4 separate regions of the Mus musculus genome follow, and all the other regions are linked to region 2. A link is a contact called in public HiChIP or PLAC-seq data. All regions are on one chromosome and are shown on one strand. The core of a region is the stretch at or near the end of the contact, and the rest is flanking DNA. Distances in the headings are between cores, read along the strand shown. Region 1 has its middle 46 kb from the start of Gm31603. Region 2 has its middle 21 kb from the start of Gm39286. Region 3 overlaps Gm31718 (a long non-coding RNA gene). Region 4 has its middle 9.7 kb from the start of Gm45805.

Evidence for each region. HiChIP or PLAC-seq counts read pairs in DNA pulled down with a chosen protein or histone mark.
Region 1: a contact with region 2 is called in a FOXA1 HiChIP or PLAC-seq map of pancreatic cancer cells. The contact joins two enhancer-like sites. A contact is called at or near these places in 3 of 484 Hi-C or Micro-C datasets (the N1E-115 cell line, embryonic fibroblasts and uterus) and 3 of 115 datasets of contacts at active chromatin or transcription factors (CD8 T cells, bone marrow-derived macrophages and pancreatic cancer cells).
Region 3: a contact with region 2 is called in an H3K4me3 HiChIP or PLAC-seq map of bone marrow-derived macrophages, with 5 times the contacts expected there. The contact joins two enhancer-like sites. A contact is called at or near these places in 9 of 484 Hi-C or Micro-C datasets (CD4 T cells, CD8 T cells, the HL-1 cell line and 2 more) and 8 of 115 datasets of contacts at active chromatin or transcription factors (the 230-238 cell line, the HPC-7 cell line, acute myeloid leukemia and 5 more).
Region 4: an HNF4G HiChIP or PLAC-seq map of pancreatic cancer cells shows a contact between it and region 2. The contact joins two enhancer-like sites. A contact is called at or near these places in 2 of 484 Hi-C or Micro-C datasets (bone marrow-derived macrophages and spermatogonial stem cells) and 7 of 115 datasets of contacts at active chromatin or transcription factors (bone marrow-derived macrophages, embryonic basal ganglia, embryonic stem cells and 4 more).

The regions. Positions count from the first base shown.
Region 1 is chr8:126,682,782-126,685,703 of GRCm38.p6, reverse strand. No RefSeq gene overlaps it. Among named protein-coding and RNA genes, the nearest start is that of Gm31603, 46 kb to the left of the region's middle. Within about 2 kb of position 1,548, at least 118 of the 459 cell types and tissues checked have an H3K27ac peak or open chromatin away from gene starts, as enhancers often do. A contact at or near this core is called in CD8 T cells, bone marrow-derived macrophages, embryonic fibroblasts and 1 more, where this site is marked.
Region 2 is chr8:126,549,931-126,552,777 of GRCm38.p6, reverse strand. No RefSeq gene overlaps it. Among named protein-coding and RNA genes, the nearest start is that of Gm39286, 21 kb to the left of the region's middle. Within about 2 kb of position 1,562, at least 122 of the 459 cell types and tissues checked have an H3K27ac peak or open chromatin away from gene starts, as enhancers often do. A contact at or near this core is called in CD8 T cells, the HPC-7 cell line, acute myeloid leukemia and 5 more, where this site is marked.
Region 3 is chr8:126,804,839-126,807,677 of GRCm38.p6, reverse strand. Gm31718 (a long non-coding RNA gene) reads left to right here. Exons shown (of 8, transcript XR_879375.3): 8 at 1,965-2,839. Among named protein-coding and RNA genes, the nearest start is that of A630001O12Rik, 43 kb to the left of the region's middle. Within about 2 kb of position 1,372, at least 165 of the 459 cell types and tissues checked have an H3K27ac peak or open chromatin away from gene starts, as enhancers often do. A contact at or near this core is called in CD8 T cells, the HPC-7 cell line, acute myeloid leukemia and 2 more, where this site is marked.
Region 4 is chr8:126,766,604-126,769,434 of GRCm38.p6, reverse strand. No RefSeq gene overlaps it. Among named protein-coding and RNA genes, the nearest start is that of Gm45805, 9.7 kb to the right of the region's middle. Within about 2 kb of position 1,559, at least 65 of the 459 cell types and tissues checked have an H3K27ac peak or open chromatin away from gene starts, as enhancers often do. A contact at or near this core is called in bone marrow-derived macrophages, pancreatic cancer cells and trophoblast stem cells, where this site is marked.

The DNA of each region.
Region 1 (2,922 bases), core at 299-2,798, 130 kb before region 2:
GAGAACAAAAGGGAGTTGAGGAGAAGATGCCTGGAGGGAGTGAGCACTGTCATCACTCTGCTCCAAGTGGGTTCTATGCAGCCAGGCACCGGCAGGATGAGTCAATGGCCAGTCAGAAGAAATGGAGGCCACACAACAGAGCTGCTGCCGAATCCTGTGGAAGGCTGGGCCTCCCACGCCCCAGGCTCTTCACACACCTTACTGTCTAATTTGGAATATCCCCACGAGTTTGTTGGTTCTGCGTCATGTGAGCAGTCTTTTATGCCAGATTGCTAAACAACTTGAATGAATGGACCTGCTTGTGCTTCTTCCCCATGGCCAAACCTCCACATCAATCTGTGAAACCCGACCTTCGGTAAAGCCACCAGTCCATCTCTCAGACCTGCTTCAGGGCAAGGAGCTGTGTGGTCTTCCTCCAGTGGCTTTGAACACACAGGTGCTGTGAAGGGCTCTAGAAATATCTTTTGGGATGGGGAAGAAGCCAAGTAGGTAAAGTGATCTCGTATTGCAAGCACGTAGACCTGGATTTGGTTCCCAGATAGTGTTTGTAAAAGGCCAGATGTGGTGACATCCTCACGTAGTCCTCTGCACTGGGAAGGGAGAGGCAGGCAGATCCCTAGGGCTCACTGACTGTCCAGCCTGACATAACTTCTAAGTCCCAGGCAAGTGTGAGACATTGTCCTCTGGCCTCCCCATGGGTGCTTGCACGCTCACATGCACACACACTAACAAAACAAACATAAAACAAATATTTCTTCTATAAAATTTCCTATACATATATATTCACTTCTCTGTGCTCAGCAATGGCCAGGTGCTTGTCTACTGGTGACAGCCATTAGTCATTGTCGGGAATAAAAGACTTTTAAAAGGGGGCCAGCTGTTCTTGGGTCACCATTCTTGCCCTCTACCCCCTAGACAGACAGAGACATTCTCACTGATAACAATTGCTCAATATTTTCTCCTGGAACAAGTTTGCCAGTAATTTCTCAGCTTGAAAGTCAAAGGAAATGAAATCTTATGTGCAAACATGGACTTTCTTGTGTGTCTCTCTCTCTGTGTGCATGTGCATTAGATGTGCGTGTATGCACATTCAAGTGTGATGTACACATGAACAAGAACTGAATGTGCGTGAGCACATGCACAAGCGAGGGTCAAAGGTATATAGGCGGTCCTTCCTCAGGCATGCTTCCTTAGCCATTACCTTGTCTTCTAGATGCACTCTTCCTCTGGCCTGGATCTCTCCGAGTAGCCTAGGCTAGCTGGCCAGTGCCCAGGGATCATCCTGTACCTGTCTTCCCTAGGGCTCGGATCCCAAGCACACCACCATGCCTGCATTATTATTATTATTGTTAAATATGGGTTCTTGCAGTGAGTCTCCAATCTTCACAAGTGTGAGACTCACTGTGCTTTACTAACTGAACTGTCTCCCCGGTGTCAGACACGATTTTTCAATCACTCGAAACATCCCCATCCCCCAATCTCCCAGTGGCCTGGCTGAGGGGCCTCTGAGTCATGAAGAGCTGCCAGAGAGGAAGATGTGTTGTGACGGATTCAAGGAGAAGTCTTCAGAGCCCTTTGAGTCAGAGTGAGTCACTGCTTTTGAGCCAACTGACACAAGCTGCCAACTGCAGGATTAATGGTGATGGGTAAGCTACTGAAGCTCCTAGAACCCCTCCCTCACCCACACATGCCATTTCATGAGGACATAATGAAAGGATGTGTCAGCTTAGGATTCCTTTAGGTTTGTCTGATAGGTCTCCTCTCCTCTCCATTCATCTCACCCAGTCTTCCTAACATGTACATATCTAAATATGTACATGTGTGATATATGCATATATTTGCATGTATACATATCTACTCATTCTTACATGAATGTACAAGAAAGCAAGACTTGGAAGTGGATGGTATCATTAGTACCATTCTACTGAAAAGAGGAAGTGAGTTGCCAGCAGATCAGGGGCCACAGCTCTGTCCCAGAAAGCCAACCAGGTTAGGCATAACAAAGAGACTGGCTTGGTTCCTTCAAGGACTGAGGATAAACTTTGCATAGTGGATGAGATTTCAATAGAGATTTGTCCATGCAGTTTAGACTAAGAAAAACCGTGATAAGAAAAACCCATATGCTCGTAAGAATCTCATATGGATGGCCCCCAGTGCTGTGGGTGCCACCTCCCTAATAATGCCTATTGCTGCAGCTATAACCCTGGCTAGTTGCCATCAATCAAACCCAGGAAGCAAGGCGTGGACCTCCATCTGCATGACACTTGTGTGCAACACATGTACAGCCACATGGTACCGGGACAGACAGTTGGGGAAGCACTTCTGCCTCCCTGTACCAGTTGCATGGGATGGGGAGGCTCCAACAGTTGGCTTGGCTCCACCGTTGATCTTATTGGTTAATTCCCTCCAGTTCCATCATTTATTCCAGGAACCCTCTGTCCCATTGTCTTGGCAGAAATAATCTATGAAAGGACTCAGAAGGGGAACTAAACATTTTAGTGGGAAAGATTGGAAAATTAACGAGAGGCTGGCTCTGTTCCTTCAAGGACTGAGGATGAACCCAGCACATATGGATAAGATTTCAGGAGGGATTTGTCCATGGCATTTAGACTAAGAAAAACTCTGGAAATGCCACATGCTCATAAGATTCTCATCAGGGCGGCCAAGCAGGCAGATGGACAACATCTGAGGGGCAAGAGGACGAAATAAGATGCTCTCTAAACACGTGAGTGGTAGCAGCTGTCAAGCGTGGGCTCATTCACATGTCTTAAGCCCCAGGTAGGGAGGAGAGAGGCAGAGACAAGATGGCCTCCTGGAGACAGCCTCATTCAATCTGGGAATCAGAACACCTGGTCCAAGCCGCAGACTTCAGCTCTTCTACATGCCAGGACCTCATTTTATATTCTGTAATCACAATTTGTG
Region 2 (2,847 bases), core at 313-2,812:
CCAGACTATTGGGGAGACCTGGGTTCTAGTGAAAGACACTGTCTCAAAATGCAATGGTGGCTAGGCATGGTGGCACACACCCTTAACCCTAACACTAGGGAAGCAGAGGCAAGCAGATCTCTGTGAATTCACGGCAAGCCTGGTCTACATAGTGAGTTCTGGACCTGCCGGGAATACAGTGTGGGGAAAAAAAAAAATCACAAAACCAAAACAACAACAACAAAAATGTCTGGTAAGTAGTACTTGAGGAGGAACAAAAGCCAGCACCAGTCCTCTGGTCTGCTCACTTACAGGCATGAACACACACTCACAGGTGAACTCACGTTCACACCCAGTTCATGAACACACACACACACACACACACACACACACACACACCACACCATATCCGGAATCCTCACTTATAAAAGATTCCTGTAGCATACATGAGTAAGTTAGTGTGAAGGCCACCTTGGGATAAAATTATAAGCACAGCACTACAGTTACAGGAGCTTGCTGTGCCTGGCATTGCTTCCATCAGTGTATAGATCATGAAGCAGGTCAATAACTCTCACTGCCCATCCCCAGATTCTCCCTAACTCCACAGAGCTTAAGGCAGCCAAGCTCTGGGAGCTGAAAGGTGAGGCAGGACACTGGTGCTGGAGACATGGACACTGATCAAGGGCCCCTCTGTTCTGTTATTGCAAAAGTGCCAATCACTGGTCCTATTTCACTGGACAACAAAGGGTGATACCTTGTTGCTGGGGTCGACCAGTTAGCCTGGGAGGAAGGCGGTGTTGAGGGGACTTTGCCAATGTGTCAATAGAATAAGCAGGGTGATAGGGTGACTGTGTCATCTCCACTTGACTTTTCACATGCCCAAGGGCGCGGGTCACCAGCCTGGTGATTGACAGCTCATCTTTTTTCAAGGAATAACTTACAGACATCATCAAGGGCAACTGCTGAAGGAGAAATCAGAAGCATATAGTCCCGGGATTCCGCCAAGGTCTCTGCTGATGTTTTTACAGTTTACTAACCTGTTTTTTAAGTGATTTATTAGCATATGTGTATGCATTTACGATGTGTGCCTGTGGAGGTCAGCTCTCCTTGAACTGTGCGTTCCAGAGGTTGAACTCTAGCCCTCGAGTTTACACAGCAGAGTCATCCCGCTAGCCTCAGGAACGCTTTACACTTATTGCTATATTTTTCTTTTATTTCACTGAGACAAGATCTCACGTAGCTCAGGCTAGCCTCACACTGGGAAATAACTTGAATTTCCGATCCTCCTGCCTCCACCTTCCTAGTGCTGGGGTTACAGGTGTAATCAATCAAATCAGGGTTGATTCTTATTACGACTGGGTCTGAGGTTAGGTCTCCATTCTCCTTTTGCACACGGAGAGATTTCCAAATCTCCAGGGAGTGTCAAGTCACCCGGACACCCAGTTCTCCCGTGGCTCCAGCCCCAATCTGGCAGACAGCTCTGTGTCTTTTTTTTTTTTTTTTTGGAGTGTGTGTCATTCAGTGCCTGTACCAGAGCCATGACTCAGCATATGAGTGGCCGCCTTTCCCCCAGTGTGACATGTCACCCAAATTTCAATGCCTCAGCATGCATCCTGCCCTGTGGCTGATCAACGAGGCAGCCAGAGAAGGAAACTAGAGTGAATTCTCTGTTTCTGAGTCAGAGCGGGAGTTCTGCCAGCCTAGCCGGAACATGCCACACTCACCCTTACACCTTGCACAATCCTCAGAGGATTGAAACTGTTTTATTCATTTTCAGCCCCATCCCTTCCCTCACCTCAGCCCTCAAGGAAAGAGGGCAGAACTACAGATCTATTTTTACCTACTAGACCTTGAATGGGGTCGTTGCAGGGCCTCAACATGGTTAAAGTGGAACATTTGTGTCCACGGAGTTTGACTTGCTGCTGTTGAGAGTCTGCGTTGCACATTAAGACTCTGACCACATAGCGGCTGGGTGGTCCCTGCTCAACCCATTGTCATGGAGACAGTGAAGGTTTTAGGGGCTGGATTTTTGAGCCCTACTTTCCTGATCTGGAGTTGGGAGGACAAGACAGCTCTTTTTAGGGGCTGGGAGGACAGTTAAGTTGGTAAAGTGCTAGCATAAGGACTGAGGTGATATATTTAGGACCCCATGAGGCAGTACGTCCTATAAGCCCAGCTCTGGGAAGATGGAAATAGGAGATCATTGGGGCTAACTGACCAGCCTGTCCAGCTGAATTATGAGCTCCAGATTCAGTGAGAGACCCTATCCCCAAAATATATAATAATAATGTCAATAACAATAGTTGTAATAATAATAATAATAATAAGAAGAAGAAGAAGAAGAAGAGGAAGAAGAAGAGGAAGAAGAGGAGGAGGAGGAGGAGGAGGAGGAGGAGGAGGACAAAGAAGAAGAAGAAGAAGAAGAAGAAGAAGAAGAAGAAGAAGAAGAAGAAGAAGAAGAAGAAGAAGAAGAAGAAGGTGGAAAGCTGTGAAGAGATGCACAGCATCAGTCTCTGGTTTCTATGCAAGTGTGAACACACACACACATAGGAAACAGAGCCAGGGTTATATTGGCCTAGGAATTTATTCATGTAAAAGAAGTCCCAGAGTCATTATTATGGGGAGCAAGGTGGTGGTGGCGGAGGGGAGGAAGCTCTGAGTTACACATAGTGACCAGTGTGGGGTGCCATTTGTTATGCTGGGCTTTGCCTCCTGACTGCTTTGTTCCCAGAAATAACAACTCTGAGACTAATTATTTATTAATAAATGATTAGCCATAGCCTCGGCTCTGCCCCATGACCAGCTCATATCTCAATAATCCAGTTTATTCTATGTTCTTCTACTGGTTACCTACTACTCTGCAGGTTC
Region 3 (2,839 bases), core at 123-2,622, 260 kb before region 2:
TTCATCCCGTTTAGCTTCCAGGAACATGAGGGTCAATGTGTAAAAGATGAAAGTCATCCCTTGCCAGCGAACCTCACCGATTGCACAACTTCCTACAACCCAGCTTTGGAGCTGGCCCTTGAAGAGAATGTCCCAACCTAGTGGCAATGGATTCAGGAACTTGGGGAGATGATGACATTCGTTCAGAGGTTGTGGTCCTCTGAGCCAGGTCACTTCTCCTGGCTCTGCTGCCTGTCACAGCCTAATAATAGCCATGGGACACTTTGGAACTTTAGAGTGACTGTGTTTAGCCCTCACGTTGGTGTGGACTGTCATGACATGGAGGACAAATGACGAGGATCAGCCAGGCTGCTCCCTGTGAGCACCTGCCAGCTACTGCATGTACAGTCAACAGGGCTTTTGACTTAATCTTCACTGCAGCCTGAAGAGATAATGATTTGGTTAGATCTTGGCCAGAGGGAAAGTTGCTCTCTCTCTCTCTCTCTCTCTCTCTCTCTCTCTCTCTCTCTCTCTCTCTCTCTCTCTCTCTGTGTGTGTGTGTGTGTGTGTATTAGTGAAGTTTAATGGTGTAGCAGAGTCTGCTATAATCCTTGATTTGTGTTATCTTAGATTATTTCAGCATCCACAGGACGGGGAATAAGGCTGAATGTAGACCTCAGGGACCCATCTTGGCCTCTGTGGGTGCAGAGGTGACATATATGTGTACCTTAATAGCAGAGGGGAGTCACTAATCTGCCACAGATACATCTTGTCTCTAGAGGTTAAAGGGGACAGTTTCAGAATACCCACTATGACTCCTGCCTTGTCTCTTTGCTCTTCCAAGGTCATCCTGCCTTGGGTTGATGGTGTTAACTAGGCCCCAACATGTAAAGGGGCTCACACAAATCCATGGGTGAATGTCTCCTAAATGAGCTGCTCAGGGGACTATTTCTGAATACACTGAGGAATGGGGAGGGGGTCAGCGGTATCTCCCGGGATGACAGTAGCTCTGAACACACTGGAGAGGACCCTGGCTCTTTGTGAGCTGTGTGTGCATGGTCAGTCATAGAAAGTAGGGTGAAGGCTGAGCAGCAAATATGGAGAGGACCAAGAATTCATCATGCAGTAGGATGGGGGAACCTGGGTCTGTCCCTAGTGTAAGGAGACAAAAGAAAGGTTTCTCCCAGACAAGAGCAGTGGGAATCAAGTAGCAGACAGAGAAGGCACCCAGTAGGAAAGGCCCCAGAGCTCACTTGGCCATGATGTCATGGTAGAGAGCTGCCAGCCTGCAGATGAGGCACTTGCCACCTGTCAACCGGGTGATTGATGCCTGCCTGAAAGGGTGAGGGCATGGGTGACAGAACTCGCCCTTTGCCTTTTCACATGAGGTCCTAGGGTAAATATGTCTTGGGACAGGTAGAATGTGAGGAAAGAGACACTGAGCTGTTAAGTCACAGGTGTGGGCCTCGGGTCACAGAAAAGCAGGGAGCCTGATGGTCTGGCAGGCCTGAAGGCTACTGGAAACAGAGGGTGGGAACCGGGGTAGCCAGGGAGGAAATGCCCTCGTCTCACAGGTTTCTTGAGAAGGAAAGTCTGGGCTGTTCTGAAGGGGAACTTAGAGACCAGGGACCGGATGTGAGCAGGGGACCAGGAGGAGGGAGGAACAATGGCCATTCTTCCACCACAAGCTGAACTTCCCCGAAACAGGAAGGGCCTGCCAGGAGGGGAGGGTCAGGCTGAGGGACAGGAAGGAAGGGGCCTGAGGGAAAGCCAAAGGCCTGTGTACTGTGTTTGGAATTCACAGGCCCCTGTCTGCAGGTCCCCAAAACAGTCAGCAAACTCAGTTCACACTGTAGGGTGTGACTTTCCCAGGCTCTGCTGCCTTCCCCTCTCCCTCTCAGGGCCTCCTCAGGACCCTGATGTGAGGCCTTGCAGGGCTTCTCAGGGCCTGGTTCTTGCATGCTGAATGAGTGTTTGTTTTTCAGGTCCCTGACACCTACGGTCTTCACACATGGGGAGGAGGAGTTTCCAGAAAAAAAACAAAGGAAGGTGGCCAAAGTAACCAAGGCACACAGCCTCCTCCTCTTTCGAAAAGACGCCTATCTCCAAAACAATCTCGGCCGCCCATTAAACAACACTTGTTCGGGACAGAGGAAGGGCAGCATGCAGGATCGCTGGGCTTTCCAAAGAAAACACTCCCGGTTGTCCGGCAGGCAACAATGAACAAAAACCTGAATGGCATTCACACAAGAGGGTGGGGAGCCTGGGCCAGGCCCTCAGGGTCCTTGGGTGTCAGTACAGGGCTCCTAGGACAGGAGCCACCTCCAGCACACACAGGATCCTCACCCAACAGGGACACAATGAGCAGGTGCTCCTCTGGAAGCCACAGAGAGGCCTTTGCAAGGAATAGCATCGGCCAAGAGTGTGCTCCTGGACTTCTAATCTCAGATGATACGTGTTCCTCAACGTGTTGTTCAAGCTACCTAGCTTCAGAGGTATTGCTGTAGCTTTCTTAGTAGAACAGCATGTTATCCATCAGGTCTAAAAGATGAAAGGGTCAGGAATACCACACACTTTCCCACGTGGCCATTGACGAGTTGGTGTCAAGGAAACAGAGAGGAGAATGGTTGTTATTATGGGCTGGGGGAAGGAGAGGGTAGTTAACCAGGCTAGGGAACAGGTGGGAGAAGTCACTTCTAATGTTTTGTAGCATGCTACAGTCACTATGGTTGAAAACAATGCATCAGGAGATACATTGTTTTATAAAGGAGATACATTGTAGCTTAGAAAGGAGATACATTGTAGCTTAGAAAGGAGATACATTGTAGCTTAGAAAGGAGATACATTGTAGCTTAGAAAG
Region 4 (2,831 bases), core at 310-2,809, 220 kb before region 2:
TGGACGGAACTCCATGTCCAGCTCCATTGATTTCAGCTGCGTGTTTGGGGGGAGCATAGCGCCAGAATAAGGCAGCAGGGAAACACCGCTTACAGCAGGGCAGCCAGGAAGCAGAGAGAGAAGGTCAAGGGTCACATCCGGTGACATACGTATGTACATACGTTCTCCAACAGACCCCACCTCCTGATTTCTGCCACTATCCATTCGCACTATCAAATTATAAATCCACGAAGAGATCAGTCATCGATTAAGACAGGGTCTGTAACCACTTCCCCAAAGCCGGTCACCTGTGGTATTACTCTCCATTGCTTCAAGGAAATACGGAAAAAAGTGACCTAAAGAAGGAAGAGCTTATGTTGGCTCACAGTTCTAAGGCGCATCATGGAGGGGAAAGGCACGAGAGTTGGAGCTTGAGGCCACTGGTCACAGTGTACCTGCCATCTGGAAGCAGAGAGAGATGGATGCGTGGTGCTCAGACCACTTTCCCCCTTTAACATGTATTGTTTCTGTTATTCTGTTATCATCATTAGCATCATCATCATCATCATAGGTGCATGCTCACACATAATGTACATGCCATCATACCTATGTGGAGGTTTAAAGATACACCTGTTCTTTTCATACAGTCCAGAACCTCAGCCCTTAGCGTCTGGCTCTCCCTACCTCCCTTAACACGCTCTAGATAATCCTTCACAGGTGCGCCCAGAGGGTTGTCTCCCAGGTGATTCTGATCCATCATGGCTGGCCAGTAGGTCCCCAGCACATGATCCTTCAGGAAGGCACATTATCAGACTGAAACCACTGCATGGCACCCCCCCCCCTTTCTTGAGGATTTTGGCGGGAGTGTGTGGGTGAGTATAGATCTGATCTAGGATCCACAAGGAGCAGGTCTTAGTCATTAATGAGGGGTAGTGAATTGGAGGCTTTCCTTGTCAAAGAAGTGGGACTAGCAGAGCCTTATTAAGTTTCACTAAGCATCGTCAGGGCAGCCATAGTGGAAGCATGGTCTGGAAGGCAGCAGGTACGGAGTGTGCGTCAGCTGAACAAGGGGTGTGTGAAGGGGAGGCGTCTCTTCCCTTCTGCTCTGCTCAGAGGAATGGCAAGTGAGGGTTGCTCTGTGAGTCTGATTCAGTTGCACAGTGAAACTTGAGTGAGCCTCGGGGGGGGGTGGTGGTGCCAGGGTTGATGGTGAAGGGCTCTTGACTTGTGAGATGAGGGGAAGGAGTTGAGGGTGTCACTCTACACTGGGGACTTTGCAGACCTGCCCTTCCTGATATCACCAGTGGAGTCTTCCTGGATTAGAAGAATTTATCTTTTGTTTTGTTTTTGTTTTTGTTTTTGTTTTTGTTTTTGTTTTTGTTTTTGTTCAAGGTGCTGATGTAATGGGAAGGACACATGTCAACTCCATCAGAAGGAGGGCATTGGTAGCTTCAGGAAAGGCCATAGTGCTCAGGAGGTATACTACCTGTTTCAGGAGTTCTTCAACCTCAGTTGCATGAGGCAGAGGCTGATGTGTGGAACCAACTGTCCCTCTTTGAGTGGCTGTGGCTCTGGTTCATGAGCCACGGGCAGAGGAGCCCTGTAGAAGCTGTGCCCCTGAGGTAGAATGTCAAGTGTGTCTGGTGAGGGATAGTCCTGTCCTCCAGTAGACTCACTGCGACCATTCTTTCTGGTCTAGCCGCTCTAAATGGCAATGTCTTGATAAAGTAGACATTTAACATTTTCAAAATATCAGGAAAAAGATAACAGAGCCCTTTGCTCCTGAGAGGAGTGTGAGTCACTGGCACCAGAGGGCCTCTAGTCCTTTTCTTGGTCACCGAGAGAGCATATGAGTCACACCCAGAATCATTTCTTCTGAAGTCCTTAATTGTGAAAAAGAGGTAGCCTTGCGGAAGTCCGGGCTGAGACACTGTCATGGGAAGATTCCAGATTGGTTGAGAGAGGACAGAGGTGATGGATGGTTTTGTGATCATGTTCAGCCTGTAGCTCTTTGCCATTGAAGCCTTTCCAAGGGGTCAGAGATGCTGCCAGGATCCCTGGGAAGGGAGTCCTTGCTTAGCCTCTGCAGTGCATCCTGGGACTAGAGATCAAATCCAAGGCCTCTCTGCTAGTCACTCCACATTCACGCTCTCTAGATCACTACAAGAGCCCTGGAGTGTTATCAGAGAGTCTCTGTTTGCTTCCTCCATGAGAGTTGATGAGAACTGGAGGCTCTGGGAAGACCTGGTACCTACACCCTTGCTGCTCAAGTCTTCCCCCAGTCTGCTACAACAGTCCAAACATTTTTCCCCAAAGCAACTGTTTGCTGACTTCCAACACATGCCCTGGTTTGGTAGCATTGGAGAAATCCTGGGAGAAGCTAAAAGCACTGTGGGAATGGTGTTTTTTTGTTTTTTGTTTTTATTTTCTTTCTGCGGGTGTCAGATGTGTGTCTTCTTGTTTCACAGTGTCTGAACAAGCATTGCTCTTCCACAGAGGGAAAAAAATCAAAGCTGTGACCAGAGGACTCTTGGGGTAAAACATCTGAGGCCTGAGGTTGGGAGAGCCACAGATGATGGAAGGAAGCAAGAATCTACATAATGCTTCAGCAGTTATAAACCAGGGGAAAACTTACCCCACAAGGAAGGCAGGTCAAGGCAGACTTGCCATCACATTGGTGGTTGAAGAGGAATATTCTAGGGATGGAAGTCTTCTCTTTCCTCAGCAATCACAAGGTCCCGCTATCTATTGAGGTTGGCTTGAATAAATGTCCCGCTATCTATTGAGGTTGGCTTGAATAAATGTCCCTGCTAGTGGCTGATGTCATTTGGAAGTGGGCACGGGCTCTGTTT